Linked DNA regions of Delphinus delphis: region 1 is linked to region 2. A link is a contact called in public Hi-C data. All regions are on one chromosome and are shown on one strand. Each heading gives the region's core, a stretch centred on a gene start, on an enhancer-like site or on the middle of the called end of the contact. The rest is flanking DNA. Distances are from core to core; before and after follow the strand shown. Region 1 holds the start of RPN2 (ribophorin II). Region 2 holds the start of BLCAP (BLCAP apoptosis inducing factor).

Region 1 (4,993 bases), core at 2,235-4,734, 310 kb after region 2:
TCTTCCTTAAGAAGCCTCCCAACAGCCCTCCTTTGGATGAGGTCCCAGTACTATAAAGTAGCAAACAACGAGGTTTCTGGGGCCAGGTTTAAATCCTAGCTCTGTCACTTCTTAGCAAGGTGGCCATGGCAGTTACAATGTGACCAGCTGTGTCTCAGTTTTCTCAAGTGTAAAGTGGGATAATAACAGTATCTACCTCAGGGTTGTTAGGATTACATGCGTTAATACAGAAAATGCTAGTGACTGGCACATATATAGGTAAGTGCTATATAAATGTTAGCTACTCCTTCTATTACATTATTGTTGTTGTTGTTCCTATATCTGCTCACAGCAACCTGCACTTCTATGCAGAATTTTTCACAACTAAAATTAGTAGTGTAATGTCTTATTCCTCTGCTAGACTGTAAGCTTCATGAGGACAGAGACCGTTGCTTTTATTCATCCCAGGAATTCCAGATCTTGCACACTGCTTGGCACATAGCAGTACTGAATTAATATTTGCTGAATAAATGGAAAGAAAAATCAATCCTCATCCATTATGCCCCAGGGGACAGAGAGAAATCACAGAAGTGGAACATTTCTACTTTTCATTTGGAAAAAAACGCATTCAGATGGGCAGCTTCATGAACAGTCTGCCTTCCAAGTAACAGTAATCACAAGGTTAACATTAATGATTACTGCTCCTTTGCCTATAGCGTCAAATTTAGTTTGAACTAGAAATACCTTAAATACCTTAAAAAAGGTATTTTACAAATAAGAAAACCGAGGACCAGAACAGCTTGGAGATAGCCAATCTTGGACTCAAACCCAGGTCTATCTATGGAGTTCGCACTCCACTATTTTTTAGAGAATGTTGTAGAAGGGATGCCTACACTAGGGGCATGAGTGTTAGTGTTATTTAAGTCCTCATGTGTGTTAAATAACCTAAAGAATGCAAAAGCTCTTGAAAAAAACTAGAAAGAGATCTATAATGTGGATCATCATTCATCAAATATTTATTAAGTACCTACTATGTACCAAGCACTATTTTTGGTATTAAAAATACAACAGGAAACAGAACAAAAACCCCTAACCTCATGGAGCTTACATTCTAGTTGGAAAAGAAAGACATTACACAAAATAATTATGAAACGTTATTCATCATCTTAGAAGGTGAAAAGTGCTATGGAGAAAAATAAAGCACAGAAGGAATATCAGGAAGAGCTGTAATTTTACATATGGTAGCCTGTGAAGCCCTAAGAAATAAAGATATTGTGTGTAAACCTCAAGGAAAAGGAGCAAGTCATAAAGAAATTTGGAGGGAAACTATCCCAAGAAAAGCAAGGGCAAATACCCTGAATCAGGAGTGCAGATGGTGTTTTTCGCCTTAGCAAAGAGAACAATATGGCTGGAGAGGATTAAGCAAGGGTTGAGAAGTAAGGACAAGGTAACAGACGTAGCAGAGGCCAAATCCACAGGGCATTATAGGGACTTTGGCTTTTATAAAGTGAGATGGGAGCCGCGGGAAAATCTTGAGCAGAGGAGTGACTCGACATACATTTTAACAGGAACTTTGTGTTGAGAATAAACAATACTGTGTTGAGATTACAGAGAAGTAAGGATAGAAGACTACTGCCATAACCCAGGAAAAAAGATGCTGGTGGTCTAACCCAGGGTGACAGCAATGGAGGTACTGAGAAGTGGTTGAAGTCTGGCTAGAATTCAAAGTTAAAGCCAGAATTGATAATGGATTGAAAGATGTAAAAGAGGAATCAAGATACTTATGCTGGGCTTCCCTGGTGGCGCAGTGGTTGAGAGTCTGCCTGCCAACGCAAGGGACGTGGTTCGTGCCCCGGTCCGGGAAGATCCCACATGCCGCGGAGCGGCTAGGCCCGTGAGCCATGGCCGCTGGGCCTGCGCGTCCAGAGCCTGTGCTCCGCAACGGGAGAAGCCACAACAGTGAGAGGCCCGTATGCACGCACTCAATACCTTAAGATCTAGTGAGTAACTATGACTAGCTTTTGCCAGGTCGACTGTAAGTTCCCCTAACACAGCATCTGTGCCAGAATCCTGATATTCCCACCTCATATTAATCATAACAACTGTGGGGTCTAAAATTTGAGCACTTAACATGTGTACGGTATGCCCACACTATGCTAAGTAGTTTGCATCCATTTAGTCATTAAATCCTCTCAACATCCAAGTGAGTGCGGTTTACAGACCATGAAATTGAGTCTCAGAAATAGTTACCTGCCCTAAGACACGTAACTAGGTGAGAACCAAACTGCAGGAGCTCTATTATCCTCAACCTCTCAAATAATGGAGCAGTGAGCTCACTGACTTATTCACTTTTACCTGGGGCAAGTTACTTCCCTTCTCTGATATTCCGTCTGTCAAATGGAAATAATAACAGTACACATTTCCCAAGTTGTTGTGAGACTACATGAGGTTCCATCCTGCACAGTGCCCACTCAATACCTAGCAATATAGTTAAGCTTACTGAGCGCTTACTTAGTGCCGCACTGTTCCACGCTACGCAAGGAGATTATCTGATTTAACACTCACTGTAATTCATGAGATAGATAACTTTACTAACCTATTTTACAGATGAGAAACTGAGGGGCAGAGAAATTAAGTAACTTGCACAGGGTCACATTAACGAATACGTGGCAGACTCCAAGTCTGTACCGGAGACTCTAACTTCAGGACTCATGCTCTAAGCTCCCAAAGAGAGATGACTGACTGTCTTGCTCCTTTCATTAAAAAGGAAACCATGGTCCAAAAACGGGACGAGGGACTTCCCTGGTGGCGCAGTGGTTAAGACTCTGTGCTCCCAAACAGGGGGCCCGGGTTCGCTCCCTGGTCAGAGAACTAGATCCCACATGCATGCCGCAACTAAGAGTTCGCATGCCATAACTCAGGACCCTACCTAACGCAACCAAGACCTTGTGCAACCAAATAAATAAGTAAATAAATATTTTTTAAAAAACAGGATGATTTGGCCAAAAGCTCACTCTTACGCCTCCTGGCCCGGAAGCCCGCGCAAGTCAAATGAATGAGTTAAGTCAGCCCGAGCGTTATCCGCGGCCGCGGTCCCTGGCTGGGCCTCGGGGGGACCCGCAGCTCCGCGCCGCACCCGTACCCAACCCCTCCTCCGCGGCAATCCCACCCGCTGGCCAGCTCTTCGTCAGACCCTCGAGCCCAAAAGCCCGAGCCCGAACCCATGCCCAGGCCCATGCCCCTGCCCCGCAGGGTAAGGGGATCCCGCCTAGCCAGCTCCTGCGTGGCGAGCACTAGTATCCTGCGGGCGAGAGCCCACTCGCCAAGGCCTGCGGGCCGCGGGACCCCGTTGTCGAGCCATGCGCAACGCCTCACCCGGCGGAGCCATTCCTCCTAGCAGGTCCCACCAGGGCCCGAGACACAGGCGGACTTCCGCTCGGGAAAGTGGCTCCAAGACTGCGCCGGAGGGGACGCCAGGGATTCGCGGCAGACCCCGCGTGCTAGGATGGGCTCTAGGCACAGGTCAGTCCCCCGCCGTCCCGCTGGGCCGGGTCACTCCCAGCAGCTGCGGCCGGAATTCCAGTCCTCGCGCGCAGAGTGCGCTGCAGTCCTCGAGTACAGGCCCGCTTCCCCCCCGCACCCTGGCCCACTTGGAACCGACCGCCTCGCAACCATCCCATTCCGGGCGCTGCCGGCACGCGGTTGGACGAGGCCTTGGGGGTGGGCCTTATACGCGTCCTCCTGTGATTGGCCTATTGCGCTGTCACTCAGTCGTCTCTCTGCAGCCCGGCCGATTTTAAAGGAATAGGAAGGGTGCGGTGGGGAAGGGCCAGCAATGTTCGAGGGGTTTCGGGTTTTGTTAGAAAATTAAAAATTATGGCAACTTTCTCCAAAGATTGTTTCGGTTCTTAATAACTGACCTACGAGTGATTTTTTAACTGATTTGCACAGCATTTGTATCAGGAGAATATTAGCCCAATTTTACAGACGAAGTAACAGGCTCAAAAAAGGAAGTGACTTATCTAAGAACTCAATAATAGCTAACTCCGATTATTGGGAGTTTATGGGATAGCCCGACAGTGTACTGAGCACTCCATGTACACTATTTCATTTACTCCTCATCACCATTCTGTGAAATATGCACTATTTGTATTCCCATTTTATAGAGAAGGAAACTGAAATATTTGAACCCGGACAGTCTGACTCCATAATCTGTGCTTTTAACTATTATGAACATATGAAGTATTCACTATGCGATAACTCTTACTATAATTAGTGTCCCGGAAATTATTATCCTAAATAAGGGAGAGTCAGTTCTTTCTATGTCTGGTACTGTGCTGTCGGGTATGGTATACTAGCCATTAAATATGTGGATATTTTAATTTGAATTTAAATTAATTAAAATTAAAAATTCAGTTTGTCAGTTGTACTTACCACATCTCAAGCACTCAGTAGCCACATGTGGCTGGTGGAGATCATGTTGGACCGTGAAGAACTATAGAACATTTCCATTACCACAGAAAATTCTATTGGACAGCACTGATCTAGAATATATAAAGAACTCTTTCCAACTCAGTAATAAGACAACCAATGGTGTGCTGAAGCCTCATACTCGCTTGGAGAGTCTACTGTTAAATTTATCAGGAATTTTGATAAACAACAAGGTCCTATTGTATAGCACAAGGAACAGTATTCAATATCCTGTAATAAAACAAAATGGAAAGGAATATGAAAAAGAGTATATATGTATAACTGAATCAGTTCGCTGTACACCAGAAACTAACACAACATTGTAAATTAACTATACTTCAATAAACATATATATAAATAAAAGGAATTTTGCAAATTGGTTGTTAAATACAGCTATTTAGAAAAATTAAACTATACGCACTTACAATGAAATAAAGTATATTGAAAACCAAAGTCATCATTTCCTAATTATTTTGCTGTATTTTACCATCATCTGTGTTTTTGTGGTAGCTTATATCTATAATATCTGAATAGTAAAAATCTT
Region 2 (4,867 bases), core at 314-2,813:
TCCACCTTCCAGGGTCACCATTCCTTTGCACTTGGAAACCTACAACAGCCTTCTGGCTGGTCTCCCCACACCCGCTCGAAAGTGCTTTCCAAGCCATGTAGGGTGGACTTTCAGAGACCCAAACCTGGTATCATTCCCCTGATGAAAATGATAAAAAGATAAAGATAAAATCCAACTTCATTAGGTAGCACTACCTGCCCTACTTGCTCCTTCCTCACCCTCAGCTGCTGCTTCCCACCTCCACATCTGGGACAAGTGGTTCTTTCTGCCTACAACATTTCCCCTCTCACTCTTGCCCTACAAAACTATCTTTGGTTTTTAAGCCTAAATGCCAGCTTCCCAAGGAGTTTCCACCCTTACCCTTCCCACTACATGAGGGTTCCATTAATTTTTTTTTTTGGCCAGACTGCGCAGCCTTCAAGATCTTAATTTCCCAACCAGGGATCGAACCCGCGCGTTCGGCAGTGAGAACATGGAGTCCTAACCACCAAACTGCCAGGGAATTCCCCTCCATTAATTTTTCATAGCACTCTTCATATTCCCCCACAGCATTTCCCATCATGCATAATTATATATTGATTTGATTTAAATTATTAACAGATAGTGATCATTTGATGATTAAAAAAATTTATTTTATTGACGTATAGTTGCTTTACAATGTTGTGTTAATTTCTGCTGTACAGCAAAGTGATTCAGTTATACCTATATATACATTTCTTTTTCATATTCTCTTCCATTACGGTTTATCACAGGATATTGAACACAGTTCCCTGTGCTATACAGTGGGACCTTGTTTATCCATTCTATATACAGTATAATAGTTTGCATCTGCTAATCCCCAGCTCCCAATCCATCCCTCCCCCACCCCCTCCGCCTTGGCAACCACAAGTCTGTTCTCTATGAGTCTGTTTCGTACATATGTTCATTTGTGTCATATTTTAGATTGCACATATAAGTAATCTGATGATTGCTTTTCCACCCCTCCCCCACTCTCCCCCAGTAGCCGGGCATCTCCTTGAATTAGAACAGCGCCTATTTCACGCTCCATTCTATCCTCTTGCCTTTAGCACTGCATTTACACACAGTAAGCGCTCAAGGAATGTGCTTATTTAGCTAATAAATAGATACATTGACTCATTTAATCCCTATAACAACCCTGTGAAGTAGGCATTTCATCAGATTCGGGGAAGCTAACAGTCGGGGTGGGCAAGTGGCTCGCCTAAAGTACAGGGCAAGAAGAGTCAGGTCCTGACCCAAGTCAAATCCTAAATTCTGAGCCGGAATATTTCCGCTCCTGATCTTTGGCCTTGGTAAAGGGGCCAGGGAGGAGGCGGACTTTGAGCCACGGGAACGTTTTCAGAGATTACACGGGTCATCCACGAGGACCAAAGCGAACAATCGTTCACCTACAGAGACTAGGATACGCCCCCTCTGCTCTAAATGTGTAAAGATCACAATCCACTGCATATGTATGAGGGGACCAAGGCGGGGGGGCGTGATTCGGAGCTGTCCTGGATGCGCCTGATCAAAAATTCTTCGGATTTGAAGACTTCAGAACCCCCAGATTTCTGAACACATTAGCAAAAAGTCTTCAAATGGTCATCTGTGGCACACGTTAGGAGGATATCGGGCATAGAAGACCCCCCCAATTTAGGTCGTATTATCAGGCATCTGCCGTAGGCAGCCCGACCCCAGAAGGGGTCCTCGGTCGGCTCGACTAGAAGACGAAGGGGGCGTCTCCCCTGCTTCCTGCGGCGTCGGAGGCGAGTTGAGGTGGTGGCAGGCTGCGGCTACGAAGGCGTCAGCGGTGGCGGCGGCGCCATGGCAGGGCTCGCAGGTACCGTGGCGTCGGCCTCTTGGGGGCGGGATGAGAGGCCCTTAATGCGGCCGCGCCGCCATGTTGTCCCTTCGGGGTCACCTTAGGCGTCGTCCGGTCCCTCTCTGGGGTTTTCCTTCCGCGCACCCTGAGGGCCGCCCCTGTCCAGTGTCACGTGATTGCCCTGTTTGGCCCCCCAGCCTGGGCCTTGGGGGTCTCTTCGTGGCCCGAGGGCAGGGCACTGGACTCCTGGGTTCTCGTTCAGGCCTCCAAGGTCATCACTCGCCTGTCTGCTTGTGGGATGGGGCAGGCAGAGCTGGGGAGCTTGGGGCTGGGGGTGCGACAACCTTCTCTCCGGCCCCGGTGCACGTGGCAGGGGGCCCAGCTTCTGAGATGCCTGTCACTCTGTCCCCACCACTTAAGTTACCTTTTTTTTTTTTTTTTAAACCAGAAGGGGCGTGGGGGAGAGGAGAGAAAAGGGTCTCCCTCCCCGGGTCCCCGCCTTGGTGTCTGGGGTGATAGGTTGACGCTCTGCTTTGGGTCGCGGGTGCTTCTTACTCTCTCTAATTTTACACCAAGTCCGGACACCCATTCCCTTTCCTACAGTATATGTGGGGAGTGGCCCTCAAGGGCAGCTGAAGGAATGGGTTGCCTGGCACACTAATGGCCTGGAGAGAAGAATGGGGGATGGGGGACAGTTGCTTTTTCCTTCCCTCTTCCACACCTTATTTAATTTCCTTCCAGGCCTCCGTGTCCCTTTTCAACGCTAAATGTTGGGGCAGACTGGGGTCTGTCCTGGGAAAGAAACGGCCTTTCTGTTTATAGGTTCGGATCATGTTTTATCCCTTTCAGGGAACTGGTGTTTTGGGGACAGCTTCTGTTTGCCCTGCTTGACATGGTACAGCCATCCCCTCAGCCTTCTGGACGGCAACACTAAAGCCAGGAGACACACACACACACACACACACACACACACACACACACGTTCCAGCTTAAGTGCTAATGCCAAGTGTTAGATCTTGTTTGTTTGTTTGTTTGTTTTAAATCAGAGACTAATTAATGTCAGCGAATCTGTTGAAAGATTGCCGAGCCCTGGTCGGTTTCCAGTGACCAGATCACTTCCGTATCTGAAATTGGTCTTGTTAGAATTGCTGCCAAAAACAGTTTAACCTTTTATCTGTAACATGTTGTTTCAAAGAGGAATCTGGAAGGCTGGGTTTGGCTGTCTTTTTCTGTTGTTGTTCTCTTATCTTTGAAACATATGCATTCCATTTCAAGCCTGTCGCTGTATGATATACCAAGGACCATGTGTTGCCTGCCTCTCTGACTTCCTGTTCTGGGAATGCTCTGGAATCTGGATCCTGCTGGGGAATGGGCCCCGTGGGAGGGAGAAAAGGAGGCGGAGGGGAAGCAGGATCATAACCAGAGAAGATGGTGACATGTCTCTGGGGCATATAGAGGAAATCAGATGTCTCCAGGGAAAAAGAGGCTGTTGTTAGACTAATGTTTTGTATATATGTGCACGTTTAAATCTCTGGGGGAAAACTCACTGCAAATTCAGAATCTCACTGTAGGGTACTGGCTTCTGAGTAGATAGAAGTTTGAAAATAAATGTCTGGCAAATGACTCACAGCACACCTGCTCCCTCATCCAATCCTACCCAACCCACATGCAATAAGCTGTTGCTGTCCTGCAGCGGAAGCTCAAGAAACTTGTCCTTCATTCGCAATCCAGATATTCCACAGGTAGAGGTAACAGTGTCACATAGCACCACACACTTCCGACAGTCATGGTACCTAGACCCCTCTGCGGTTTAACCTCAACTGGTTAGGCTAAGAAACTAACATCCTTTGGGGGCATTAGTCCCAAGAGTCTTGCCTGTTGCTGGAGTCTCACAAAGCCATTCCAGTTCCCTCATAACTCAACTGCTCGATCCTTGGCCTCGTGGGGGCAAAGTCTTGAGGATGTGGTAGAGAAAATTTAAGCAAAAGGGGGGCCTGTGGACTAAGGGCTTTGCAACAAAACTGTAGTCATTTTCAACTCTTTTTGTTGCTCTCTATCAGAATAAAATGTTTTAATGGTATTGCTTCTGGAAAAAATGTTATAAACAAGATGTGTTTGGACTAGATTTCTAAGCATTGCACAGGAATAGAAAGTGAACACATTCCTTCCATCTTCTCTGGGGGACTGTGTTTCCTGCCATAACATGAGGGTTTGGATGGGGCATGAAAGGGGGGAGTGGACATTGCACATTCAAGCCACCCATGCGGGTGCAGCCCATCAGGGCAGCCCTTGCCTGGAAGTCTGTCATTTCATCATGCCACACTCAGAGCCCTGCTGATGGATGGATGGAGAAAGCCCTGCAGTTGGGCTTTGCCAAGATCATCTGGAAAGCCCTGGGGCTGCCAGCAGCCTCCTGCCTTTTAAAAGGGGGCCTACAGTGTCGAGAGCAGCCAGACACTTCAGTGCTGCTGCAGCCTGTCCCCCTGATCCCAGCTACCTTATAACTGGGCTGAGATTAGAGCATCTGGGGCATTGGGGCTGTGGGTACACCCCTTGAGGGCTCTGAGGGGAGGGGCACCCTTTATTGAGAACACATGTTGAAATATGTTCATGGTTCTCTGCATTTAGTGTGGAAAACCACAGAAACTCCCAGTCTTGAGGCTTGCCAAGATACAGGCTTCAGAAGGGAGGTGTGGGCATTGCCTGCTGCTGAGTCACCCTGGGGCAAGAGGAGACCTACCCCACCAATAGGCTACAGTAGGGGCTGGAACCACCCAGCCTGAGGAAGATGAGGCTCCGATCGCCCATCCGCACCCTAGTCCCATTGAGTCCTGATTGCCACTTTGATGGCAGAATGTTTCTAGTATGTTGGGGTTCACTGGATCTTAGCAGTCCTTTTACAGAGGAGAACCGAAGGTGGCTAGGAGTGACCTGACCAGGTTCCCTGGGCTGACTGATAGCAAAGCCAATACTGGAATTGAGGTCTACACCCTCCACCTCCATAATTCTCTTATCTTGAACTGAAGTTATAGGTGCCTCTAAAGGTGC

Evidence for each region. Hi-C and Micro-C count contacts between places; a contact is called where the count stands out from the background.
Region 1: a Hi-C map of lung shows a contact between it and region 2, with 4 times the contacts expected there. The contact joins the promoter of RPN2 here to the promoter of BLCAP in region 2. A contact is called at or near these places in 2 of 3 Hi-C or Micro-C datasets (lung and muscle).

What each region holds. Positions count from the first base shown.
Region 1 is chr15:22,005,822-22,010,814 of mDelDel1.2, forward strand. It overlaps RPN2 (ribophorin II), which reads right to left and starts at 3,485. Exons shown (of 16, transcript XM_060030821.1): 1 at 3,355-3,485. The coding sequence starts at 3,367.
Region 2 is chr15:21,701,420-21,706,286 of mDelDel1.2, forward strand. BLCAP (BLCAP apoptosis inducing factor) reads left to right here and starts at 1,564. Exons shown (of 2, transcript XM_060030812.1): 1 at 1,564-1,837.